2 separate regions of the Mus musculus genome follow, and region 1 is linked to region 2. A link is a contact called in public HiChIP or PLAC-seq data. All regions are on one chromosome and are shown on one strand. Each heading gives the region's core, a stretch centred on a gene start, on an enhancer-like site or on the middle of the called end of the contact. The rest is flanking DNA. Distances are from core to core; before and after follow the strand shown. Region 1 overlaps Tnpo1 (transportin 1). Region 2 holds the start of Fcho2 (FCH domain only 2).

Region 1 (6,307 bases), core at 3,457-5,956, 81 kb before region 2:
CCAGGCTGGCCTCGAATTTAGAAATCCGCCTGCCTCTGCCTCCCGAGTGCTGGGATTAAAGGTGTGTGTCACCGCGCCCCAGCGTGCATGAGTGTTTTAGCTGCATGAACCCAAAAGAAAGTGCTGGAGCCCCCGGGGTTAACAGTTGTAAGCCACCGTGGAGCTTGGGCACCAAATCTCGGCCTTGCAAGAGCAGCAAGTACTTTAACTACTGAATCTCTCTCTAGCCTCCTATCTCCCTTTAACACCTAGTAGCTAGGTGGCTTTTAGTGAGGCAGTTAACATCACTAAAACTAGCTCTTCAATTCAAGTTAGAAGTTTGAATAAAATACAAAAGCATTTAAAGATTATTAAATTCTATATTAAAACCTCAACAAGAATCAATATTCTGAAATAAAATGTATAATTATGTTGTGATAGTTAGAGGAGACTTTAAAAGAGCTTTCCCCTTAAATCCACTACTACTGTAAGCAATGTCACTAATTCAGTTTAGAGGAGTCAGCCGGTGATGCAGCCGTGCAAGCGCAGCAGTAGAACCTAGGGATGGGTAGGTGCTACAGTGCTGGAGGGAGGGCCCGGGAGCTCACTGCTTACTACTGGACTCAGGATGGCTCAAAGATGAATTGTCACTCAAGGGCCAGAATTTTGTTTGTTTTGCCCAAAATTTAGTAGAAATTGGTACCTTTGTTCTAACCAAACTGAAATAAGATGTATAATCATGTTGTAACAGTTAGAGGAGACTTGAAAAGACCTTTTCCATTAAGTCCACGTCCTAGAAATGAAAACTACTACAGCAAGCAATGACACTGGTTCAGTTTAGAGAAATAACCCCAAATAACCTAGGTTTTCATTTCTGTCATTGGAATTAAGTGCAAATCCTTACCAAGTCTCTGGTACCATTAAATGAAAAAGCCCCTGGCATGTCCTTGCTATGAAGTACAAACTATTTCTTCACATTTGTTCTCTCCTTCTTGCTCTCTTTGTGTACTAGTGTGTATATGTCTGAGCACAAAAAAGTACAGATGCCTGGAGGCCAGCAGACACAGAATCCCCTGAAACTAGAGTTAGAGGTGTTTCTGAGCCACCTATAACTGTAAGAACTGTATCTACTGTAGACGGAGCCATCTCCAGCTCTGCAATACAAATTATTTAATAACTTCAAACAGCTCTTAAGTGATGATTTCCATCAAACTCTGACGTTGACGCTGCCACATTAACTACTTAAGTCTGCATTCGGTTCCTTCTGGTTTTTGGTTTTTGTCATTCTTTGATTCAGAAATTGTCACTAGAGTAAGAAGCAGAAAGCATTTCTAGGAGCAGATGTATTAAGTTAGGAGACTGGTTCTCATCTAGTTGCAGGAGCTTAGAAACCATTGGTTTGAGTTGCTTAAAGAGGCCCACTGTGATGGTTAAATTTGTTACAGGACTCAACAAGAGGTTGCTGTTTATACTTCTGTTAAGTAGAAAGAGATACTAGTCCTCTCGGCCTTATGTTTTGATTAAAGGTGAAAAAGTTAAACTGTAACAAATGATCTAGCTATGTTAGTGAAGTTCCTGCTCTGCCAGCAGATGACACCTGAGTTTGACCTCCGGCCTCACAAACATGAGTGCTCCTGCACCCCCACTCCAAGGAGCTCTAAAAAACGGGGTTCAGTTACCATACCCCAAAGTGATCAAACTGGAGACAGTAGATTGAAGAGGGTGCTGAGTTCTTGGTGCTACATATGATGTTCTGTGACTAGCTGTCATGTGTGTGGAATGATGGAGAGTAGTCTAGGGTGAGAGAATGTGTTGGCCCTAACCAGGCAGACCTGGGTTACAATCCTGGCTTTTTGTTTTCACTCTTGGTGACTGTTGGCATATTGCTTTCCTTCTTTTAGGTGCCTTCCCCTTTTGGAAAGTAGAGGTAATAATAGTATATGTGCATAGAATTAAATGAGATCTTGCATTTAAACAGCAGTATAAAACCTGTTATTACTTAGCTCTGTACAGATTTGGGGATTATTCATTGATGTTGAATAGCTCCTCTGCCACATGTACGCTGAACATATAAGCTGGATACCACTCCCAACTTGTGCCTGTTGGTGGTGGATTGATACCTGCCTCATTGCACTGTTGTAAATGTTAATGAACCGAAGTGTAAAAGGTACCTGGTTATAGATTGGGTTGAATTCTGGAGTCAAGCCTTTCTCCTGTATCACTCAGTCACTAAGAAACCACACCTTTTTATATTACTGTGGATACTTTTGCATTTTAACAGCATATTTGTCAAAGGTCTTTGTACATGCTAAGAACACATTTTTTTAAAATTTCCTTGGTTCTCATTTTTCTGTTTTCTCTCAACCCTGTCTATCTTCTATCCCTTATTGGCTGCAATAAGTTTGTAATGCTGGAAAACTAAAAACTTAGCTTTTTAACCTATTTCTTCCAAGTGGCTAATTGAAGCACTTACTCTAAGCAGTCAATCAATCCAGAGCCTTTTCAAGCTCACATGCCTGGTACCATGTTAGATATACTTGTCTCACTTCCCAGTGGTACAGTACTTTCCTAGGATGCACGGAGCCCTGGGTTCAGTCCCTGCTCCCCGCCACGCCCCACCAACAGCACTGCTGTTTTGTTGCCTTCTGTTCTACTGGAACTTGCTTCCTGAACTAGGAACTATAGGTTCAACTCTATAGTTTTGCCTCACACAATGCTCCCCCCCTCACTGCCCCCTCCCCTCCTTTCCTCGCCTTCCCTCGCCCCCCTCCCCTATGAACGCTCTTTTCTTGACCCATGGAAATCTGTTTTCCCCTTTCTTTGCTCATCATAGCTTTTTTTCTTCTTCTAATAAAGAAATATTTACGGGCTGGTGAGATGGCTCAGTGGGTTAGAGCATCCGACTGCTCTTCCGAAGGTCCAGAGTTCAAATCCCAGCAACCACATGGTGGCTCACAACCATCCGTAACAAGATCTGACTCCCTCTTCTGGAGTGTCTGAAGACAGCTACAGTGTACTTACATATAATAAATAAATAAATCTTTAAAAAAAAAAAAAAAAAAAGAAATATTTACTATGAAAGTCTGTCTCAAATTTTTTATTCTTTAAATTATTCAGCACAATTCTTAAGCTTTGCTTGTTAAGGTAAGGTAAGATATGTATACAAAAAGAGGACTTAGTGATTTAGATATAGTGTTGCCAAAATATCTCATTTTTAACTATCAGGCTATATAGTGACTTTTCAGATGTTAGGATTTTTACAATAATAAAGACTGGCTTTACTTTTTTACCTCAGAAGAATCCAGTATTTTTTGTATGTGTGTTTTTATTAGTTTCCCAGGTTACAGCTTGATATTTCTGTTGGAAAGGCAACATATCAGGGTCCTGGACCCTGGTTTGATACCAGAGAAGACTTTATTTTGTTGTTGTTTGTTTGGTGTTTTGAGACAAAGTCCTGAATTTGTGATCTCCCTGCCCCTCAGTACTGTGTTCCAGCACCACCACTCTGGTAAGAATGCACGCTAAAGCCAGCCTAGCTTGGCTTGAGTCCTAGTCTCAGCTTGGACTTGCTGAGGAGACGCCGAGTAACTTCCCTAGGATTCAATTTGCTTCTCCGTTGCATGTGGTTACTGTCAATACCAAGTCAGAGTTGTGAGATTAAATTAGTGATCATATGTCGTGCTCTAGAAGACTGCTTGCCTCAGAAGATATTAGCAGCCTCTACTATTGACATAGCAATGCATTGGGTTTGTTGTTGTTTTAGATAGGGTCTTGCCATGCAGCCTTGTCTGGCTTTGAACTCACTGTGTAGACCAGACTCTGCCTCTGCCTCTGCCTCTGCCTCTCTGCCTCTGCTTCTTTAGTGCTGGGAATGAAGACCAGCAGCACCATGCCCATCATATGTAGTACAGTATTTAAACCTTTTACAATGTAAGGACCAGAACTTTGAGCTGTGTGTGTCTGAGAAGCACAGCACCTGTCTCCGGAGGCTGGAGCTCTACTTTAGATGAAGCTGGAACAGTTAAGTTTCCAGTGGCTCCTGCGTCACTGTGGCTTGACAGTGTTGAAGTCTGGAGCAGAACGTGGACATGTCTTGTACTCAGTTCTCCTCCGGAGGGGGAGATTATGCCTTCTAATTTTAAGGGATGGTGCCTTTGGTGCCTTCCCAACCTGTCCAGTTACTAGCCTCTGCGTCTTCAAGGCACTCCCAGCCCATCTCAGGCTTCCTCACATTTGCTTTCGATCTGTTCATCTAAGCTGAAAAGTCAGTTCTTCAAGGGAGCTCTCTCCTGGCCTCCTAACTGATCAGTGCTCTGCTGTCTTAGTTGTTATCGCACCTTCCTCGGCTGAGGCAATGTGCTGAGGAGGAGTGATTCCTGACTGAGAGGAACTCTTTCATTTCTAGGGTAAGACAAACTGGGGTTAACCAACCACTAGGAAGCCGGAAGCGGTCCTAAGCCTTGCCTGTATGACGTGTGAATGCTCCACTACAGTGTCTCATTGGTCAAACAAAAAGTGTGCTTACAGTTTTCAGAGCTAAGAGCCTAACTTTGTTTATATATATACATAGAACTTTTGGCAAGGTTATTTTGCACACTCACAGTTTTCTGGTTATACACTGCAGTGTTGCTGCAGGATGGGCACACCTTATCTCCTCTGGACACTACCACACGTATTTACCTTTGGGGAGGTCCTGACACTGATGGCAACATCTATCAATTCACAGTGATGCAACATGCCTGTGGCTAATAGTTGTTTGCCTTTGAGTGAAATGGGGGAAGAGCATTGAAGCAGATGAGGGAAGCATGTTTTGTCTCTCCTAGCTGAGTATGTTTGTCTTTTCTCACCACTCCTCAGTAGACACTGCATCTGGCTCTCACTAAGTAAGAACTGTGGTTCACTTGCATTTGGCCTCGCCAGTGCTTATTACCAAGCTCGAGATGTGGGTACTGAGGTTCCAGTCTTGGTCCTCTAGAAGACCAGCTCCGTGCTCTTATAGCAGTCCTAAAACTCAGTGTAGACTAGGCTGGCTTTGAGATCTGCCTGCAACTAACTGTCTTCTCAGTGCTGGGATTATTAAAGGTGTGTGTTGGGGTTTTGCCTTGATGTATATCCATCTGTGCAGCACCACAAACAACAGGTGCCCGTGGAGCAGGAGACATTGCCAGATTTCCCTGGAACTGGAGTAGCAGGCAGTCGAGGGCTGTGGGTGCTGGGAATGGAACCTGAATCCTTTGGAAGAGCAGCTGGTGCCCTTAACCACTAAACCATCTTTCCAGCCCCTGGGTTAACTCTTTTTTTTTTTTTTTTTTTTTTGGTTTTTTTTTTTGGTTTTTTGAGACAGGGTTTCTCTGTATAGCCCTGGCAGTCCTGGAACTTACTCTGTAGACCAGGCTGGCCTCGAACTCAGTAATCCGCCTGTGTCTGCCTCCTGAGTGCTGGGATTAAAGACGTTAACCGGCTGGGTTAACTCTTATAACTCTTTTTTCAGATCATTCGTACTCCTTGCTCGGTATCTATAATCTAATTTAGAGTTGATATATTGCCATATAGTAGTTGGGAGTTGAAGGGTCAGAGGGATTGATTTTCTTATGTACGTTTTCACATCTTATCCCCCAGATTAATTAATCAATTTTGAGACAGTCTCATAATGCAGCCTTGGCTGGCCTGGAATTCACTCTGCAAATCAGACTGGCCTTCTGTCTAACTCATAGATCTGCTTGCTTCTAGGGTGTGTGTGTGTGTGTGTGTGTATGTGTGTGTGTGTGTGTGTGTGTGTGTGTGTGTGTGTGGTGTCGGGGAGGCATGACATAGTGCACCTATGGAGGTCAGAGATAAGTCTGAGGAACCGGCAGGGACAGTGCAAGTTGCTGCAAGTACCTTTACACCATGGATTAGTCTTGCTTGGTCCTGCCCCCGTCCCCGTCCCCGTCCCCGTCCCCGTGGGGAAGAAGATGGGTAGTTTTACTGTTTTCAAAATCATTGGAAATTTGTATGTGAGTTTAAGAATTTAGGGCTGACTTTGGTTTTTGTCTTCTGGGGGAAGTATCAGAACAACTTAAGTCTTTTGCTTTTTATTAGCTTTTTATTCCAGTGCCATATCTATGTACTAGTTTTACTTATTTTAATTTTACTTACATGGGTGTTTTGCCTGCACCTATGTCTGCCGATCATGTTGCTGGAGCCCAGAGAAGCCAGAAAAGGGTGTGTAGGATTTGGATTTACAGATGGTTGTGAGCAGCTATGTGGGTACTGGGAATTGGTCCTGTGTAACCATAGCAACTGTTCTTACACACCGAGCCACCTCTCCAGCCCCTCTAGTTAGCTC
Region 2 (6,782 bases), core at 3,245-5,744:
AGCCAGCCGGTCAGGTGTTTATGCTTCTGCCTAAGATAGCAAGGGAAAGGAACCCTCTGGGAAAATACATCTCATTACAGAGGGAGGGATGCGGCCACATCCAATTGCTGCTGGTCCCAAGTGCACCTGAGAGAGAGAAGCATGCGGTGGGCTTCTGCCATCAGAGCAGAGGCCGCTGGCCTGAGGTTACAGTTAGTTCTCTTCTGCCCTTTGATCGACTTGTTTTCACCCCTCAGCCCTCACAGTGCAGCCTGCCTGGCTACCATCTGCTGAAGCATTGCTTTTCTTTGTTTTGCATAAAGTGTTAGCTTTCAAAATGCTTGTTCTTGAGTAGGGGGAAAAAATTGAGAATTGCAGATTTCTGAGATCTGCTTGTTTCTTGCCTCCTGGGGCTTAGCTCTTTTCCCACTTGCTGTTTATTGTTGAGCAGGAGTACAGCACCTGCCACAGGGAAATAGCAGGGACAGGTCTACTCAAGCTTCTGGGCTGCTCTCATTTGAAGACTTAGTGAAATACATTTACAAAATTACATCTAGAACAAATAGGAAAATGTGCCTTCCTTTACAGCCACTCCTCTGAAACGAAACTAGCAGTTATGAGGAAATAGGCCTGGCAACTAAATGTTGACTAATGTGCTTTGAGCTATAAAGCTGGGTCAGAAGGCCATATTCATACTGAGGAATGCATAAGTGGCCATGTTCCATTGCCTAATGCATCAGGCCTTTGAACTTGGACGTAAGCCATATTTTATAAGCCCAAGTAAGCTCATTTTATGTAAAATTTTCCTTCTATTAGTTGCTACCATTCATTAAGTTATGATTTAACAGACAGGAATGCTTTGGGCTGTAATGTCTATGCTTGGGTGAGAGTTTAATGGGGAACAAGAGCCTCTCCGCAGAAATCAGCATGTTCATGGCAGGTGTAGTGAAACAAGTGGAAGGCAAATCTGATGAGGACATCTCAAAATGGGAGCCTCAAGCATTGAGCCCTATCCCCAAAAGAGATGAAGCCCACCTTGAATCCTTTGTTCCATTCCATCTTAGTTTCACTAAAGCTGGCACTCTGCAACAAGGTGCTCAGACCCAACAGGATTGCTTTGAAAGCATTTAAACTAAGGTCAAAAGTTCAGCCACACAGAACTTCATATTTTTAAAAAATTGTATGTATGTATGTATGTATGTATGTATGTATGTATGTATTTATTTATTTATTTGAGACAGGGTTTCTCTGTGTAGCCCTGGCTGTTCTGGAACTCTGTCTGTAGACCAGGCTGAGCTCAAACTCAGAAATCCACCTGCCTCTGCCTCTCAAGTGGTGAGATTAAAGGCGCTTGCCATCACTGCCTGGCAGAACTTCATATTTTCATGAACTATGGGATTAGCATCGATTAAAGAATGTGTAAAAGGAATGGAGTGACTGCGTAGCCAAGGACTCAGCCACCTTGACATGTTTATGACAGGCTTAATGACCCATCCAGTCACCAAACATTAACTAAGTACCTGTCAGGGGGCTGGCATTCGGTGACAGGAAGCTGTAGTTTGTTGTTAGACATGTCAGGCTTAGTGTGTGGAGCAATCATACTGTGAGTGGCTCCCCGCTCAAGGCCTTCCCTCTTCTGTATCCCAGGAAACATCTCCCCTAAGGACAGACAGTGACTGATGCCACCCACATTCTTCTTCTATTATACCATCTTGTCTGAAATCCAGTCACCTTAATCACTGTTTATAAAGCTCTGCAACTTAAAAGCCAGGTAATTACAAGACAATGGACCCCCTGAGCGTCTGAAACACACAAAGGAGTATTTATCTTTATGGCAGACAGCCTTGCTATCTATGTGACCGACAACAGAACTGTGGCCAGGGTAGCAGCTACACTCTGCCAAAGGGCCAGTGTTGTCACCACAAATTAGAACCTTAAGAGAAGGCAAATCTGGGTTTGACACTACTGGGAGAAAACATGTTTTGTTATTCAAGAACCAAATGCATTGAAACTGAGTGGAAGGACTTGACAAGTTAACCTCCCTCTGTAATAAGCACTTCAGTGCCTCAAATTTGCCTCAACTCCAAAGCTGCCTGCTTCTGATGGGGCAGCCATTCCACACCTCCTCTAACAGATTTTTACTGCCATTCACAGTTTACCTTTTACCACGAGGATACAGAGGAAAAGATATTAACGGGTTTTGTTGGGACCTGAATAGCATTGGTCATGGGAGAGGAGATTTATGGTTAGGGGGTCAGGGCTTAATATTAGATCATGATTAACAGAGTCACCTGTGTAGCTTTCCCTTTTTAAAATATATATTTATTTATTTCATGTATATGATTATATTGTAGCTATCTTCAGACACACCAGAAGAGGGCATCAGATCTCATTACAGATGGTTGTGAGCCACCATGTAATTGCTGGGAATTGAATTCATGACCTCTAGAAGAACAGTCAGTGCTCTTAACCACTGAGCCATCTCTCCAGCCCGTAGCTTTTCTTTTTAGAGGAAGTGTGTGTGAGTGTGTGTGTGTGTGTGTGTGTGTGTGTGTGTGTGTAAGAGAGAGAGAGACAGACAGACAGAGAGATAGACACACACAGAGATATGGTCATTTAACGCCTAGAATTTCAGGATCCTTTCTTTCTTTTTTTTTGTTTGTTTTGTTTTGTTTTGTTTTGTTTTCAGGTTTATTACAACAGCTCCAATTGGTGTTTGAAATTCATCGCAACTGTAGGCTGAGTGACCTGAAGGTTAGAGAGACTGCCAAGTCCAGAAGCTTCGGCATCTCCTTGGTGTCAGGATCCACCTCAGTGATCTCTTGATCTAGGGCTGAGACCTCAGGAACATAATTCTCCTCTCTCTCTCTCTCTCTCCCTCTCCCTCTCCCTCTCCCTCTCCCTCTCCCTCTCCCTCTCCCTCTCCCTCTCCCTCTCCCTCTCCCTCTCCCTCTCTCTCTCTCTCTCTCTCTCTCTCTCTCTCTCTCGCTCTGCAGCTTGATAGAGATGCCTCTCATAGGACCTCTCTGAATCTACTTCATCAGATGGGTCACATAGCCAGCTATCTTGTTCCGAAGTTTCTAGCTGGGGATAATGGAGGTCTCCTCCCACAGGCGCTTGTTACTGTGGAAGCCATTACCCAGGTGTGTGTAGTACTTCTCGATGATGACCTGGGCCGCCTTCTTCACAGTCTTGGTGTGAACTCGGCCCATGTTGGCGGGTCTCAGTAAAAAAAGGAAACTCGGGGATCCTCTCTCGCACTAAGCCTGGTGATATTAGGAATCCAGTACCAGCCGCTTTTGCAGGGTGAGCTTTCTTACTCCTTTTGTTAGAATTTTCTTCTATCTTAAGCACCAAGGATAGCATAACTGGGCTGATGGTTTACAAAACAAAAGCAAATATTTATTTTAAATGGAAGAGTTAACATATACAAGAAAAACAAAAACAAACAAACAAAGGAGAGATTGCTCAGTGGTTATGAGTATTAATGCTCTTGGAGAGGACCCTGATTCAATTCCAAAGTCCACATGGTGATTCACAACTTTCTGTATCTTCAGTTTCAGAGGATCCCACACGCTCTTCTGGTCTTATTGGGCACTAGGCACACACATGGAATTCATACCTAACATGCAGGCAAATCACTCATACACATAGACCTTTTAAAATAGTATATGGAAATAGCATCTTTCCATCATTCAACTACTTGTATGGCCAATCTTGTTCCTCCTATACCCTAGTCTTCTGCCCTGCTTCCACCAAATACTCCTGAGCAGATGCTAGATGTCTTAGCTTTACGTGAATATTTCTGAAAGATATTCTTATAAAGGCACAACCTTTGTCTGGTTATCTTTTGCTATCGACTATATAAAAGATACATGAAAAGTGTTTACATACATCGTTTGGGGAGGCAAATAATTTCCTTTGAAGAAAGTGCTACATTGTCCATGTTTGAAAACGATCTTAGGACGTGCGGTGTTCATACTGTAGTTAAAACTACACTAAATCATCTCTGGAGCTTGACTTCCAACTTGCAGATCTTTGACTTAGCTTAATGAACTTGGGACCTCTAAAGTTTTTTAAACTTTTGGAAAGAAAGGCATGGCGAGGGATTTCTTTTCCCCATCAGGCCGAAGCATGTTAAAACTTGTGTCCTTTCCTCCTGGGTGTACAAACTGGTAAGATTACCACCATGGGCTTTGTGAACAGGCCTGGAAGAGTCGCGTTTCGGGTCACGCCTGCTCTCGGCAGGCGGTCCAGGCCGGCTGGCTCCCTTGTGACCGACTGCACTGCCTGAGTCTTGCAGGCGACACTGGGCGTTCCCTCCCTTTCCGGCCTTGGACAGTTTTGTTTTGGATCTTACTTCCCAGTCAAGGAGAGGCTCCCTGTTGACCAAAGGTTTCCCAGTCTCCTTGGGGTGGCCGGCTGCCAAGTTTCCTTAGTCCCAGTCTGCCAGGACCTGGGACTGCTGGAGATCCTAGAAGGCCAGGACGCTGGACGCGAGGGGGCGTGGCCCTATTAGCTCCGCCCCCCGGGCCTGCGGGTAGCTCGACTCCCGCCAGCCCCGGAGGCTCGCGCAGACTAAGCTCTGTACCATTCCTTGCGAACGCTCGGACCCGGACAGGCTGCGCGCACGCGCACTCGGGAGCGACAGTCAGGCTCTCGCCCCGTGGTGGCGGCGGCCGCGCCTGCCGCTAGGTGGCGCATGCGCCCTAGAGGGCGCGGGCGGTCTCTGGGAAGAAGGCGGCGGCGGCGAGAGGCGGGGGCGCCGTAGGGGCCGGTCCGTGTTTACACAGCGGCGGGCGGGTGCGGACGCGGAACCCGGCGCGGCGGCGGCGGCGGCGGCGGCGGCGGCAAGATGGTCATGGCGCATTTCGTGGAGAATTTCTGGGTGAGCGGAGGGTGTTGGGGACGCCGCGGGCTTCGGTTTCTCCCCGCGGCCTGCGTGCGCGGCGGGCGGCGGCTCCTCGGGCGGCCGAGCGAGAGTCCACGGCCCCGGGGTTGCCCGGCCGAGCTCCCGCGGGCCACGGCTCTCCGGCCACCCGCCTCCTCCGGGTTGGCCACTGCGCGCGGCGCCCGGGCTGGCAGCGCGGCCCGGGAGTCTCGGCGGGGACTCCAGAGGGCCGGCGGCGCCGGGCGGGGACAAAGCGCCGACGGGGCGTGCGTGCGCGGCGTCCGGCGCGGGGAGCCGGGCACCCGGCTGGTCGGCTTCCCGCGGCGCAGGCCCGGGACCCCACGCAGAGTCCGTGCAGGGCCGAGCGGGCTCGGCACTTCCTCTTGGCCGCGCGGCTGGGCTGGTGGGGGCTGCGCCCAGGACTTTGCCTTCAGGCCTGCTCACAAAGCCCGTGGAAGTTGGGTTTCGTGGACCTTCCTCGGGCTCCCCACACCCCTCTAGTCTCCTCGCCGTGTGATTTCGTGCAGTTGCTGTTAGCCGATCGTGGCAAGTACGCTTCTGCCATGAACAGGAAAGTTACGTGTTTACTCAGGTATCTTGGCCGAACTTGGGTTTTCGTGGCCCGACAGTTGCAAATACGGCACCACTTTCATTTAGGTAAGGTGTTGAAAGGAGTCAGCTTTCAGTCATGCCAGCTACTGCTAGCTGAGATTCTTAATTCAGTCTCAAGCACGGGCTTGAATACAATCAGTTCATGGTTATTTGTTTTGAATGTTAATTCGCTTTTCGCAATCATCTGTACTCGGTGGTGTTTTTAAAGAGCGGTTTTATGCATGCACTTAAAGTGTATACTGTGAAGAGTTCCTCATTGTTTTTTTGCAAACATCACCACAGTCAATTTTAGAACAATTTCATAACCTCAGAAAAAATCCCTTACCGGTTAGGAGTCATTCCCAGTTTGCCCCTTGTCTCGGTCCCTAGGCAACCGATCTGCTTCTACAGTTCCGTCCTTTCTGGACCCGGCTCTCTGATGACTATTTCACTTACCATAGTATTTTCAAAGGTAATCCACGAGATAATACATATTACTATTTCATTCCTTTTTATGATCAAATAATATTCCATTCCCTTTTTTACTTATCTATTCATTGGTGATGGATATTTGGTACCCATCGCAACGTCTCTTTTATTATGAGTAATATTGCAATGAACACTTTATACAAGTGTGTCAGAGCATGTGTTTTTCTTTGTAGAATGGAATTTACTGGATCACGTGTTTAACTCTATATTTGCACATGGTTAGCCAAAGGGCCAAGAAGCAGATGGAGTACTCTTTCAGTCAACTGCTAGACTGTTCCTCAGAGTGGCTACAGCATTGCACCGTGCTCTGCAGTGTCTCAGAGTAGATGTACACTCACTAACACTTGCTATCTTTTGTTACTATGAGGTGGACATGAAGTAGCAGCTTGTGCTCTTGATTTGCATTTTTCTGTGGCTAATGGTGTCAAACATTTTTTTCCCCATTTTAAGTATTTTTCTTTGGAAAACTGTAGACCCATTGTCAGTTTTAAAATTTGATTATTTTTATTGCCTTTTTGTTATTGAATCCTTTTCATAGTCTGAATAATCCTCCCAAACCTTGTGCCCTCACACTTATTTAAAGGCAGTTTCCTGGCCTTCTGATCCTCCTGTCTCTGCCTACAGACTGCTGGGAATACCGGTGTGTGTCATTTCTATTAGCCCTAACTTTTTTTTTTTTTTTTTTTTTTTTGAGATAGGGTCTATTTACATAGCCCTGGCTGTCCTGGAGCACACTGTGTAGACCAGGTTGTTTTTAACTCAGATTGCCTGCTTCTGCTTCCCAGGCACACCATGCCAGACCTTTAGATACATATACCGGTATACCTTCCCT

Evidence for each region. HiChIP or PLAC-seq counts read pairs in DNA pulled down with a chosen protein or histone mark.
Region 1: a contact with region 2 is called in an H3K27ac HiChIP or PLAC-seq map of extraembryonic endoderm stem cells. The contact joins the enhancer-like site here to the promoter of Fcho2 in region 2. A contact is called at or near these places in 5 of 484 Hi-C or Micro-C datasets (CD4 T cells, CD8 T cells and embryonic stem cells), 6 of 115 datasets of contacts at active chromatin or transcription factors (the SCID.adh cell line, effector CD8 T cells, embryonic stem cells and 2 more) and 2 of 9 other capture datasets (adipose tissue and liver).

Annotation. Positions count from the first base shown.
Region 1 is chr13:98,895,005-98,901,311 of GRCm38.p6, reverse strand. All of the region lies in intron 1 of Tnpo1 (transportin 1), which reads left to right. Among named protein-coding and RNA genes, the nearest start is that of Gm52051, 26 kb to the left of the region's middle. Within about 2 kb of position 4,706, at least 98 of the 459 cell types and tissues checked have an H3K27ac peak or open chromatin away from gene starts, as enhancers often do. A contact at or near this core is called in CD8 T cells, the SCID.adh cell line, effector CD8 T cells and 3 more, where this site is marked.
Region 2 is chr13:98,813,161-98,819,942 of GRCm38.p6, reverse strand. It overlaps Fcho2 (FCH domain only 2), which reads left to right and starts at 4,494. Exons shown (of 26, transcript NM_172591.3): 1 at 4,494-4,867. The coding sequence starts at 4,835. It overlaps Gm34995 (a long non-coding RNA gene), which reads right to left and starts at 3,962. Exons shown (of 3, transcript XR_382806.4): 1 at 3,874-3,962. It also overlaps the pseudogene Gm18134.